2 separate regions of the Cricetulus griseus genome follow, and region 1 is linked to region 2. Evidence: chromatin contacts called from public Hi-C data. All regions are on one chromosome and are shown on one strand. The core of a region is the stretch at or near the end of the contact, and the rest is flanking DNA. Distances in the headings are between cores, read along the strand shown. Region 1 overlaps Arntl2 (aryl hydrocarbon receptor nuclear translocator-like protein 2). Region 2 holds the start of LOC118239255 (eukaryotic translation initiation factor 1-like).

The links. Hi-C and Micro-C count contacts between places; a contact is called where the count stands out from the background.
Region 1: a Hi-C map of the CHK-Q cell line shows a contact between it and region 2, with 5 times the contacts expected there. The contact joins the enhancer-like site here to the promoter of LOC118239255 in region 2. A contact is called at or near these places in 4 of 8 Hi-C or Micro-C datasets (the CHK-Q cell line, the CHO-K1 cell line and liver).

What each region holds. Positions count from the first base shown.
Region 1 is chr8:2,899,338-2,905,840 of CriGri-PICRH-1.0, forward strand. Arntl2 (aryl hydrocarbon receptor nuclear translocator-like protein 2) reads right to left here. Exons shown (of 15, transcript XM_027430095.2): 7 at 5,642-5,785; 8 at 1-161. Among named protein-coding and RNA genes, the nearest start is that of Arntl2, 32 kb to the right of the region's middle. Within about 2 kb of position 1,339, at least 1 of the 6 cell types and tissues checked has open chromatin away from gene starts, as enhancers often do.
Region 2 is chr8:2,706,932-2,713,289 of CriGri-PICRH-1.0, forward strand. LOC118239255 (eukaryotic translation initiation factor 1-like) reads right to left here and starts at 4,797. Exons shown (of 3, transcript XM_035448677.1): 1 at 4,736-4,797; 2 at 3,864-3,939; 3 at 1-1,117. The coding sequence starts at 1,074. The coding sequence ends at 754. It overlaps Ppfibp1 (liprin-beta-1), which reads right to left. Exons shown (of 29, transcript XM_027430084.2): 10 at 4,736-4,797; 11 at 3,864-3,939.

The DNA of each region.
Region 1 (6,503 bases), core at 89-2,588, 190 kb after region 2:
CTTCTGAGGGACAGCATATGGATGTAACCGTCCCATGGCTACAAGGCAGGTAAGAGGACCACTGTCTTTAACACTGTCCCTCTCTTTCTCCATGCCAACAACATTCAAAGGCCAGCTTCTTAAGTAGCCAGTGCAATGGACGGTGTAGAATTTCCTGTGGTCTAATGAGAAGCCACAGAAATACACTTAGATCAACATGAATGCCAATGTTACCACCACTTCCTCTTTCCTTCTTCCCTCCTCCAATTTTTTTTTTTTTGAGACAAATTCATCCTGTAGCTCAGGCTAGCCCCCAGTTCCTATGTATAAGAGACTATCTCCTAACCCCCATACTATTGCCTCAGCCTCCCAAGTGGTTACCGACCTGCACCACCATGTCTGTCTATTATGAAAAACAAATCTTACTGTTGTTTGTGATGATGATTGATAGACATATATAGTCATAGTAGGACCACAGAAATGCTTGATGAGCATTTAGAAACACAATAAAAAGTATTTTTAAAAAGACTCAAAACCTTGACTTTTCAGAAAAAAATTCTAAGCAACTAATTCCCATGAAGCAGCTTGTCAAACCAACCCACCAAAAAGGAAAACAAGAAAAGAAAAATCGTTTGCTCAAATATGAGGAAAGTTTATGGAAACAAGGAACGGTCACATGGGCTCAGAAGACGGGTGGTGCACACATGGTAGATGCTTTAGACAAAGTGCCTTCAATGTTAAAACGCAGAGAAAAACCTAATGCAAGTTATTTAAAACATTCAGTTGTGACTGGACTTGCAGAAGACCTGAACAGGCATTGTTTTAAATTGGCATTATTCAGGAAGACTGATAGCACGATAGATTTCATTATTGCTATTATCGTGTGTATGGTGTGTGTGTGGGTATATGTGCAGGAGCCTGCATGTGGAGCTCGGAGAACAACTTTGAGAAGTTGTGGGATTAAACTCAGGCCACTGGGCTTGTGCCACAAGTGCCTTTAAGAATCACATCATGTTGTGGTCCCCAACAATAAATCTTTAAAAAGAAACGTTAGTTTTTCTTTTAACAGAAAATGCTGTAGGTTGCCCTAAGAGTTACAGTCAGCAGCAGGACAGACATGAAGAGGGTGAGCCACAAGTCTGTTGGGCGGTCTTACAGCTGGGATTGTATAACTCATTTAACCTCCTTAATAGTTCTGTGAGGTGCTCTGATATTGTCTGCTTGTCTTTGGGAACAGGCAGGGGCTACAGTCACAGCACATGCAGGGCGGAGCTGAGGACCAAGTGTAGACAGACTGGCTTGGCCTCTGAGCATCTGTGCGGTTCACAGTTTTCTCTTTTCTTCATCACATGGGGGAATTGTCTCTCAAGCAGACTGTGTTGGGCCACAAAAGTAGTCTTAACAAATGCTTGAGGGATGAGATCATATCCTGTATCTTTGTTGGTCACGATGGGATGAGCCAATAAATCAGTAAGGAGAACTAAAAACTGTATCTGAATGGGGGCAGGACAGTGTACTCCCACTGCATGGGGAATTTAAGATGCTCTTGAAACAGACAGAAATGGAAATACCTGTGACTGTGATGAGGAAGCAGAAGAGGACTGACAGGAGGGAGGAAGGAACCTAGGATGGGGAGGGGCACAAGGAAGAGAAGAACCAATGAGACAACCCATGAATAACATATACACATATAAAGATGCCCACAGTGACACCAGGTATCTTCTATGCTAACTTAAGAATTCTTTAAAAATTAAAAAAACACACACACACATATATATATACAATGGGCTAAAACCTTTGGCACAGAGCAAAAATCACTAAGAAGGAATTTTATAGCAATGAGTGCTCGTATAAAAATAATAAGGTCAAGAAGACAGGATTCAAATACACAACCTAACTTGATGCCTCTTAAAAAGCAAGGACAAAACAAACCCCACGGCAGAATAGCTCCAGCTTTGTTCTCTTGGCTGTACTCAATGCAGTCTTCAGATTCAATGTAGTTCCCATCAGAGCACCAATGACATCCTCACCACAGATGAAAATAAAAAAACCACCTAAAATTCCAGTCTACGGATCCAATGTAGTTCCCATCAGAGCACCAATGACATCCTCACCAGAGCAAAAAAAAAAAAAAAAGCCACCTAAAATTCCCAAGGAAGCACAAAGGAGTCCCAAGAGCAAAGCTGGAGTGTCTAGCTTCAAAATATAGCACTGAGTCGTGGTAACAAAAACAGCATGGTATTGGCACAAGAATATATACACAGACCAACGGAACAGCATGAGGAACCCAGAAAGAAACCCACATGTCTGAGGCCAGCTGATTCTCAAAACTGGTGTGGAAAATAGAAAGGACAGCTTTATCCACAAACAGTGCTGGGGAAACTGGACAGCGTATGCAGAACTGAAACTCAAGCCCTGTCTCTCACCCTCCACGGATGTCAACTGAAACATGTATGAAGACTTCAGTGTGGGACTCAGACTTCTGAAGTTACAAATAGGAAACATTGCAGACCAGATGCTGGGACAGGCAATCTTTACCTAGGTGGGATCCCCAGGCTCAAAATCTAGTTCACAGCACAGGGAATGGTCAACAAAAGAAAACACAACCCAGAGACTATTGTTGGTGAGACTATTGTTGGTGACTCATCTGACAAAAGTTGATATCCACCATATCTAAAGAGCATACAAACTTAACAAAATAGAAATCAATCCAAAGAGTCTCCATTTGTGCTGGATAGTTTTGTGTCAACTTGACACAAACTAAATTCATCTAAGAGGTGGGAACCTCAGTTTTAAAAATGCCTCCATAAAACTGGGCTGTAGGCAAGCCTGTAAGGCATTAAAAAACAAACAAACAAACAAACAAAAATCCTTATGGGTGGTGCCCTCCCTAAACTGGTGGCCCTGGGTTCTATAAGACAGCAGACTGAGCAAGCCATGAGAAGCAAGCCAGTAAGCAGCACCCTCCACGGTCTCTGAATCAGCTCCTGCCTCCAGGTTCCTGCCCTGATTGAGTTTCTGTCGATGGACTATAATGAGGACGTGTGAGCCAAAGGAGCCCTTTCCTCCCCAAGTTGCTTTTTGGTTATGGTGTTTCATCATAGCAATAGTAACGCTAACTAAGACCCCGCCGAAAGGAAGAAATACAAATGGCCAAGGAATATGTAACACAATGATCAGTAGCCTTAGCCATCAGAAAAATGTGAACTCAAAAGAGAATGAGATTCCACCTTACCCCAGTTAGAATGGCCACAATCAAAAGGACGAATAAATGCTGGGGAGGCTGTGGAGAAAGAGGGAGCCACAAAGACAGTGTGTGTGTGTGTGTGGGGTCATTGTTAATAGCAATGGTGGAAAACAGTATGGAAATTCTTCAAAAAGCTACAGTATCATGACATCTGGCCACTCCAGAGAAACAAAGTCAAGGTACAGAGAGACTCTCCCCACACACCAAATTCCATATTTAAAGCACACGGTCATACCCGCTAAGATGGGAATCAGCCTAAGAACCCGTCAACAGTCAGACAGGTTCAGACGGGTTATAAACAATGGAGCACCGTTCTTACACAGAGGAAAACGGAATCCCACTATTTGTGGTAAAACGAAAGAGATTGGAGGATACAGCGTCATGTGAGATCAGAAAGACCAGCACTGTGTATGTATTCACTCCCTTACATGAAAACAAGAAATAACTGGTCTACCTATAGTTAAAACAACAATTACTACTGTTAGTATTCAAGCATCTGTACTGGCCTGTCCTTGGGGTTCTGACAGGACACACCCTCAGCTGCAGCCACTAAGAGCACCACCTGTGCACATTCACTGTGTTCCTTTCTAAGGGCCCTGCCCACCTCCCATCCTCCTGTCTCTCTGTCTCTGTCTCTCTCTCTCCCTCCCCTCTCTCCTGCTGCTTCTGTCCCCGGGGGCTGGTCTCCCCCTCCCCTTTCCCTTTTTATGATCCCCCCCAAAAAAACCTCCGTTGGAACCCTGTTGGCTGGTGTTTTTCTCTTGCAGGCTGCTTTTCTTAAACTACATCTAGGGATAGCCCCTGCCCTAGGCTCTGTACCACAGAGAGCCATGGGCAAGAGGGAGGTGACTGGGTGTTAATTAACCTCTCCAGGGCCGCCTCCTTGATTCTAAGACAGATATAAGAATATTTTCACAAGAATTAAATGCTCAGTGCAGTATCAGGACCATGTGCTTACTATGTCAGCACTTGTGATTTTCTTCATGCATGGTTATAAAAAGGATTGGAGCCAAAATTTGTGAATAAACAGAATCATGAAGTCCTATATAAAGACCACTTTTTAGCCACTGTGGTGCTCTACTCCTGAAATCTCAGTACTAGGGAGGCTGAGGTAGGAGGATGACACACCAGAAGCTCTAGACCAGCCTGGACTATACAACAGGACTCTGTCTCAAAAGGAAACAAACGGGCTGGAGAGATGGCTCAATAGTCAAGAGTGCTTGCTGCTTTTTCAGAGGACCCAAGTTCAGTTCCCAACTCTACAACAGACAGCTCCAGGGAATCCAGTGGCCTCTTCTGGCCTCTGTGGACACACACACACACACACACACACACACACACACACACACACACACACACACACACACAAAGATTAAAAATTACTATATGGCTGGGCACAGTAGCATGCCGTCTTTAATCCCAGTGCTCAGGAGGTAGAGGCAGGTGGATCTCTGTGGTGATTTGTTATTTATGATTTATTAAAGTTTGCCTGAAGATTCAGAAAGCAAAGCCAGCCACAAGTCATAGAAGCCAGGCACACACCTTTAATCCCAGCAGCCAGAAGCTAGGAGGTGGTGGTGGTACACACCTTTCATCCTAGGACTCAGGATTAAGAGGTAGACGGATCTCTCTGTGTTCAAGGTCACCTAGATCTACACAAGAGTGCATCGGTCTAAAAGAGAATTATAGCTCACACCTTTCATCCCAGGACTCGTAAGAAGTATGTAAGACGGTATCAGGAGTCAGTGGAGGCATTTGTCCTCCAGACACACTGAGAAGAGGCTTGGTGAGAGCTCGTGGAGACAGGATCCACCCTTTCAGCCTGAGCTAGAGGTGAGAGCTAGTGGCCGGCTGCTTTGCTTTTCTGATCTTCAGCTTGAAAGCTGAACCCCAATATCTGTCTCTGGGTCATCTATTTCACAGATCTCTGAGTTTGAGGCCAGCCTGGTCTACAGAGTGAGTTCCTGGACAGACAGGGCTACAAAGTGGGACCCTGTCTCGAAACAAAAACAAACTTTAAAAAAAGAGATTGAACTCTGCTGTTGTCTGAGTTTTTATTTTATTTTATTTTTGAGATAGAGTCTCGCTATGTAGCCCTGGCTAGCCTTGAACTCACAGAGATCCACCTGCCTCTATTTTCTGAGTGCTGAGGTTTGAGTGCACCAGATCTGGCCCTGAATCAAACTTAGGCTCTCTCTGCTACAAGTTCAGTGGGACCGTGAAAACCCCAGGCAGCAGAATGAGCTCCTGCTTGTGAGCCGACATGAACAATCTTGGTTTAAAACAATCTCACTCAGATGCTTTGTATTCTATTTCTTGCCTTGACTGTGGAATTTACATGTTCTTCCAGAGAAACTAACTAGGACCTTGTGATTCACACCAGGCTCTGGTCACCGGCTCTCCCAAGAGTCCCACCTTTCTTCTTTGAGCAGGGTGAGCATCGAAGCTCTTCTTTGACTGGGATTTTACAGCTCTTCATTCTGAAGAAGAAAGATCGCCTGGAGCCAGAGTGCACGCTTGGTCGCCCACGGTGGCCGTGACCGTAAACCTGCAGAGAGGCTTCCATAGCAGCGGGAATGAGAAACGCGAGTCACAGACGTGCTTAAAATCCACCTCCTCCCATTCTCTCTTCTTCCCTCCTCTTAAAAAAAGAATAATCACAGTGCATGCCTTTAATCCCAGCACTCTGGAGACAGAGGCAGACGGCTCTCCGTGAGTTCAAGGCCAGCCTGGTCTACAGAGTGAGTTCCAAGATAGTCAGTGATATATGGAGAACCCTTTCTCAAAACAAAATACAAGAAAATAAAAATAGAGAATAATCTTTGTGTATGTGTCTGTGTGTGTGTGTGTGAGAGAGAGAGAGAGAGAGAGAGAGAGAGAGAGAGAGAGAGAGAGAGAGATGGGTGCAGGTGCCTGAGAAGTCCAGAAGAGGGGGCACCAGACCTCCTGGAGCCAGAGTCGCAGGTGGATTTGAGTGGCCTGATTGGGTGCTGGGGACAAACTCAGGTCCTCAGGAAGAGCAGTAAGCACTCTAACTTGGGAGTTACCTCGTCAGCCCCTGCTAAAGTCCCCACCCACCATCATATATATGCAGTTTGTTTGCTTGGCAGTGTTTTGTTTTTGAGACAGGGTCCAGCACTGTAAGCTGGGCAGGCCTTGAACTTCAGTATTCTCCAACTTACTCCTCCATTAGGGTGTTGGAATTGTAGGCATGCACCACCATACTCAACAATTCAAAGCACTTGCAATCTATCTTAATATTTTCTTGAGGGAGTGG
Region 2 (6,358 bases), core at 3,547-6,046:
CATACTTAGGCATTTCTTTTCTTTTTCTTAAACATGCACTGTACTGCTGAGCTATGGGGCCAGTCCAAAACATAAACAGAGTCATTGTTTCCTGGCTTCATACGAAAATCAGCAACACAGAATACAGCATCTCAAACTATAAGCAACTAAGGCCTGGTACCCAGGCCACACTAAGTACCCATCAGTGGTATTAACAGGAGGAGTCAGGTTTGATACAGCATTGACACAAAAGATGTTTCAAAAAAGAAACAAACCCAAATTTATTCCAAGATCCCACTGTAATTTTGTTTTAAAACTCCCAGGCTTTATAAATATTAGTTTAGCCTGGCTTGGTGACTTGTACCTTTAATCGTGGCAGTCAGGAAATGAGAGCCCAGGAAGCAGAAATTCAAGATCATCCTTGGCTACATAACAAGTTCAAGGCCAGTCTGGGCTATATGAGATCCTATCTCAAAAAAGTTAAATCTATCAATCAATCACTCAATCTATTTACCTACCTATCTACTCTTTACCTACACACATCCCTATATATGCCAGCATATCCAGCTACACCATAATTTTATTAAGATTAACTTTATTTTGACTCTTTTCAGTTTATTGCATGAAGGAGTTACACTAGTCCAAGCTAAAAGCAGACCCCAAATGGCTACATTATACAAGCTGTGAGGTTTTTAAACTTGTGAGAAAGGACGGGAGGGAAATTGTACTCATTGCAAGGAAATCCTCACTTAAGCTTCAGAGAGTCACAAGCCCTTAAGACCCATGAACCTTCAGCTGGTCGTCCTGAGCCAGTCCAATCTCTCTCAGGAACTGGCAGATGTTCTTGCGCTGGTCACCCTGTAGCTGAATTACTTCTCCATATTCTGGATGCTCAATTACAGTACCATTGCAGGCAAATTTCTTCTTTTTATCATAATCGTCAGCAATCCCTTGGACAGTAGTAAGGGTCTTCCTGGCGTTTTTCTGTTGAATTCTTATATGGATATAATCATCAGTGCCAGCAGGAAGCAGGTCATCACCCTTAGTTGCATCAGCAAAGGGGTCCAAAGAGTGGAGGTTCTGGACAGCAGACATCGCTGATTCTTTCTCCTCAGTGGAAATGGCCTGCGGGAGGTGGCTGCGGGAGAAGGCGGGCAGGCAGGATGGAGCGTCGGGAAGTAAGGGGGCTAGAGGGGGAGGCAGTTGAGTCCTTGGTGGTGGCTCAGTGACTGGGGCTTTTATTTTTATTTATGACCATGTGTATATATGCCATGTGGATGCATGTATCCACAGGGGCCAGAAGAGGGTGTTGGATGCCTTGGAACTGGGTCATGGGCTGCCAAAGTGGGTGCTGAGAGCCGAACTCCAGTCCTCTGCAAGGGCAGCAAATGCTCTTAACTGCAGTGCAATCTCTCCAGCCCAACCATAGCTTTTAAACTGAGGTTTTACTATAATTTCATCCTAACTTTATTAGACTTTAGATGTTGCTAAGAGCTTTGTGAAGAGTAATTAAATAAACACATATTATGGAGTAATCACTTTTCATAGAACCCTCCACCATAGCAGGGCATGATTTTTGTGACTTGTGAAAACCCATCCTGCTGTATCTGATCTCAGACTTTTATATGGGGCTGGGGAAGTTCATTCAGCTCATCAAGTGCCTGCCGTGTGAGCACAAGGACCCAAGCTCAGATCTCCAGCGCCAACATAAAAGTCAGGCCTGACCTGGAGAGGTGGCCCAGAGGTCAAGGGCACACGGGGGTCATGAAGAAGACCTGCATTTGGTCTCCAGCCTCTGAACGAGGCGACTCACAACTCCCCTAACTCCAGTTCCAGGGTCTGAAGCCCTGCTCTGGCTTTCTTGGGCACTGGCACACATGTGACATACATACAGCCCCACACACACACATAAATAAATAAAAATAAACCTTAAAAGTCAGGCATGGTGGTCTATAGCCTTAGAGACAAATGTGGCATACGCACCCCCCCCCACACACACACACATACTTAAATGAAAAGAAAATAAACCTTTAAAAGCCAGGCATGGTGATCCACACACTCAGAGGTAGGGAGCTAAAGGCTCACTGACCAGTCAATCTGGCCAGCTGTGAACTCCAGTGCCAGTGAGAAACTATCTCCTAGAGGGGCTAGTGATACGGCTCAATGGGAAACGGGGCTTGCTGCTAAGCCGGGTGATCTGAGTTCTGGGCCTAGAATCCACATGGTAGGAGGAGAAAACCTGCCCTCACAGGTTACCCTTGGTGTACCTCCTGGGAAGTGGCAGTAGTCCTTCATGAATAAAAAAGATGATATCCACTTCTATTTACTTGTCTATCTGTTTCGGAGCCCCTGGTTCAAAGCAGAAGGTTTTTGTGGGGTTTTTTGTTTTTTTGTTTTTTCTTCTTTTCATGCATGAATTCTTCAGAATCAAAACTTCTGAGAGTGCAGCTTAGTGGTAGAGCACTTACCTAGCATGTTCACGGTAGGTTCCAAGCACCAGTAAGTAAATTAAAGATAAAATTTCAAAGTCTTGAGCATTTCACAACCATCTCTTGTGCTGGCTATTTTCTGTCAGTCTGACACTGGCTACAGTCATTTGGGAGGAGAGAATGTCAACTGAGAAAATGCCCCCACCAGATTATCAGGCAAGCCTGTGTGACTAGTAATTGATGGGAAAGAGCCCAGCCCATTGTGAGTGATGCCACCACTGGCCTGGTGGTCCTGAGGGTACGTAAATAAACAGGTTAAGCTAGGCAAGAGGAACAAGCCAGTAAGCAATTCCCCTATATGGCCTCTGCTTTAGCGCTTGCCTCCAGGTTCCTGACCTGTCTGAGTCCCCGTCCTGAACTTCCCTCAGTGACGGACGATGATATGGAAGTATAAGCTGTTTCTTTCCTTCCCAAGATGCTTTCGGTCACGGTGTTTTGGCAGAGCAAAAGAACCCCAACTAAAGTATCTCTCAAAAGCCATGTTTTCATTGCTTCTCATCATTAGGGTGACAATGACCTACATGCTCACAGTAAAAAAGTCCTCTAACCTCCTGTCTGTTTCATATGACCCTCAGTCTTTCCATGGCTGAGAACGGTCCTCTGCAGGTGAGGCAACAGACCTTCATGTGTTCAAAGAGGAACTGACACTCCCTGGCCTTGGGAAACGATGTCATCACTTACAGTGGCTTTAGCCACAGATGTCTATGTCTTTGTTGATTTATTTCCCCTTGTTCATGACCATCATCTACTACAGCATGTCACAACCTTACTGCGTCTGGTCGATTCAGATCCACTGGGTCTCTCTCAGCAGTCACAATGACTGCAAGAATCTTTTGACTGGCTTCCCCTGCTGCTGATACTGGTTGGTCTTCCTTATCACCCTTTTCTGGCAAAGGTCACGTTGCAAACTTGTTATTCAGCCCCGGGCTTGGGGTGTAGCTCTGTGGGAGAACATTTGCCTAGCATGTGCAAAGCCCTAGGCTCAAGCTCTCAGACCAACAAAACAAAACCTCACTGGATTCTCTATACTTGTTTAAGAGCAGATGTCCAACCCAGCCCTACTGAGATTCCTCTCAGGACATCATGCCACACCCTCTCCACAACTCAGCACTTTCCAGACACACTGGTCTCCTTCTAAAACATCCAAGGCTCTTGGCACCTAGAACTCTCTGACAGAGACATTCTCACTGACACAGGCATCTACAGCACACTCGTCTGCCGGAGTGCTCCCCACAAGCATGGCTGCCTAGCACTACGTCAATACACAGATGAGCCACCCAATCTGGGATGACGCATATGAACTACATAAGAAATTGAGTCCAAACATGTAAGCTCATGGCTGGTTAAGTGTAAATGGAGTAGGAAGGTTTCAAGAAATGTATTCTACTCTATTACCTTGGGCCAGAATTGCTGGGTCCTGCATTTTCTTGTACCTGTTCAGGCACTGCCGGAGATCTTCTATCTTCTGATCCTGCAAACGGCATAAACCATCACCATCACCACTATGACAGTTCTCAAGCAGGAAAGGTAAGTGCTGTGAACTGTTTGCATTATCTGAAAATATTTCCAAACTTTGGTAAAAGTGGCAATAGCTGTACTTTTCCTATGTGTATCACAGACATATGAACAGCACCCCTGATCTTACAAATTCTTTAACCTGCCATCTTTAAAAATAAAACTGATATAACAGCATTCCACAACAACAAAATCAAGAGCCAGTGAGACAGCCCACTGTTGGGAGAGACCCAACACTGAGCCTAATGACTTGCCTTTGATCCCAGTGGAAACAATTCCAGAGTTCAGATCCCCAGCAAACATGGGGCATGGCAAAGGTACCCTCAGCACTTTTGGGGAGTGGGTTAGAAAGATAGAACTGGACTCCCAGAGCCTGCTGACCAGCCAATCTAGCTCAATCAGCAAGCTCAAAGGTCACTGACCGTCTTAAAAATGAGATGGAGAGAGAATAAAAAGACATTTGAAGTCAACCTGACCTTAACTTTCAGCTTTCATATGTTTGGGGGGCACACATGCACATACACGCGCGTGTGCACACACACACACGCACAGATGCACGCACAGAATCATAAGTGACATCATGGACACAGTGCACACTCAAGTAAGAAGAGACTAGGAAGACCCCTTAACATCAGTGGAGTCTTGAGTGTGTCCTGTCCGGGTGAAGTGGCTCAAGGAACTGCATACAGCAGTCAGGATGATACAGAGCGTAAACAGAACAGCGATAAAACTTACATTCCATTTCTACCCACCTTCTCTTCATTTGCTGCCATCAGGGATTCCACAGCCTTTTTCATTTTCTGCACTTCAATGTCTGAAAATGAAGCCACATTGTTAAGAAGCACACCAGCTACCCTGTGAGAGAAGCCACGGTTCTTCTGCCTGGAAACTTTCAAGGTAAACATGGCAATGATTCCCTCTTAGGGACAGTAAGAGGTGAGCACTTTCTGCCTCACCCACACAGTTGTCACTCCAGAAAGACAGCAATGTAGGCAGGGGAAAGCAAGATACCCTTTCCTAGAGAAAGAACAAAAATCTTCCTCTAGACACCAACGGTGAAATATGGGTGCAGCAGTGATGACAGTAACTGAGTTTTCAAAACAGGAGGTCATGGGCAGTGAGTGAGAGCAATGGATGGTATTCCCAATGACCAAGGCGGAGGGGCGGTGCTCAGTCATGGCCAAGCTGGGGATGCCACGGTGAGAGCCTGAGCGTGTGTTCATGTGAGCAGCCATGCTGAGGAGCCAGCTGTCATTCCACAGGACGGAGAGAGAGTAACCTGCTTCATCTGCAAGCCTCACTTCTAACACTGTTCTAAAACAGAAACCAAGACACCACAGCCACAGTGTGCACAATGCCACTCTCCTTAAAGTCTGATGACCAAATACAAGCCTTACTTGAAAATTGAAAACTTAAAGCACTTTAAGTAAAGTGAACATTTAACCCCAAAGTGAGCCTACAATTACAATATGGAAACAGAATATTTAGACAAAGTTACCAACTTATGGGGGAGAGGGGATTCTAGTAGTTTAAAAATTGTACTGATGCATTTTCAATTAGGAATGGCTGAGGTCAGTTTGTTGTTTGTTTTAAAGCAAATTCCCTTAACCTATGAACTCATGCTCTGCGGTCAAGTAAGGGTTTAAGTTTATGGGGCATTAAATAGCCTGGGCTCCGTAAAGCTTCAGAGTAGACCCCCTCACATAATGAGTTCTGTGGCAGATGGAGCGAAGCTCAGCACATGCTCTGCCATGGAGACGAGAGCCAAGTCTCCACAGATGTGCGTGCTGTCTTGTCCTCTGCACCTGTGCCTCCCACACCACAGAGAGCACGCTTTCTCAGCTCACTTCTCTGTGTGCCCTGCTGTACTCTGGGAAGTGAACAGGCTGCGGGGAAAAAACCTGCAACATGATCTTTTCCTCTGCATTCTATAGTCCGTCTGTCTAGCCTCTGTTTTGTACACCGTGAAGAAATGGGGGGCTTATTGATGAAGCAGCTGCACATGTTTACTGACAGGAATGTTTTAAACATGCAAAGACGGAGTGGCACCAATGGCGAATGAGAAGCTGATGGGAAAATACACCAAGAACCTTACTTTTCTCCTTGAGCTTCTTTTTAACATTTTCATCTGCACGGAAAACCCATTGGGTTGGAAGTTAGCACACATTACAACAACAATAAAAATCCATCTTAAAGGTCCTAGTATTTGGTTTCCTTTTACCTAAACGCTGGAACTCTAATCTCAAAAATAACCCAGAATGTGAAGCAACACCGCATGCCTTTGGGCCTGCAGCCGCAGGAAGAACTACTGTGCAGTCAGGTGAATTGCTCCCTCCAAGCTTCAGCTTTCTGAACCTCACCGTTTCCGTGTGAAA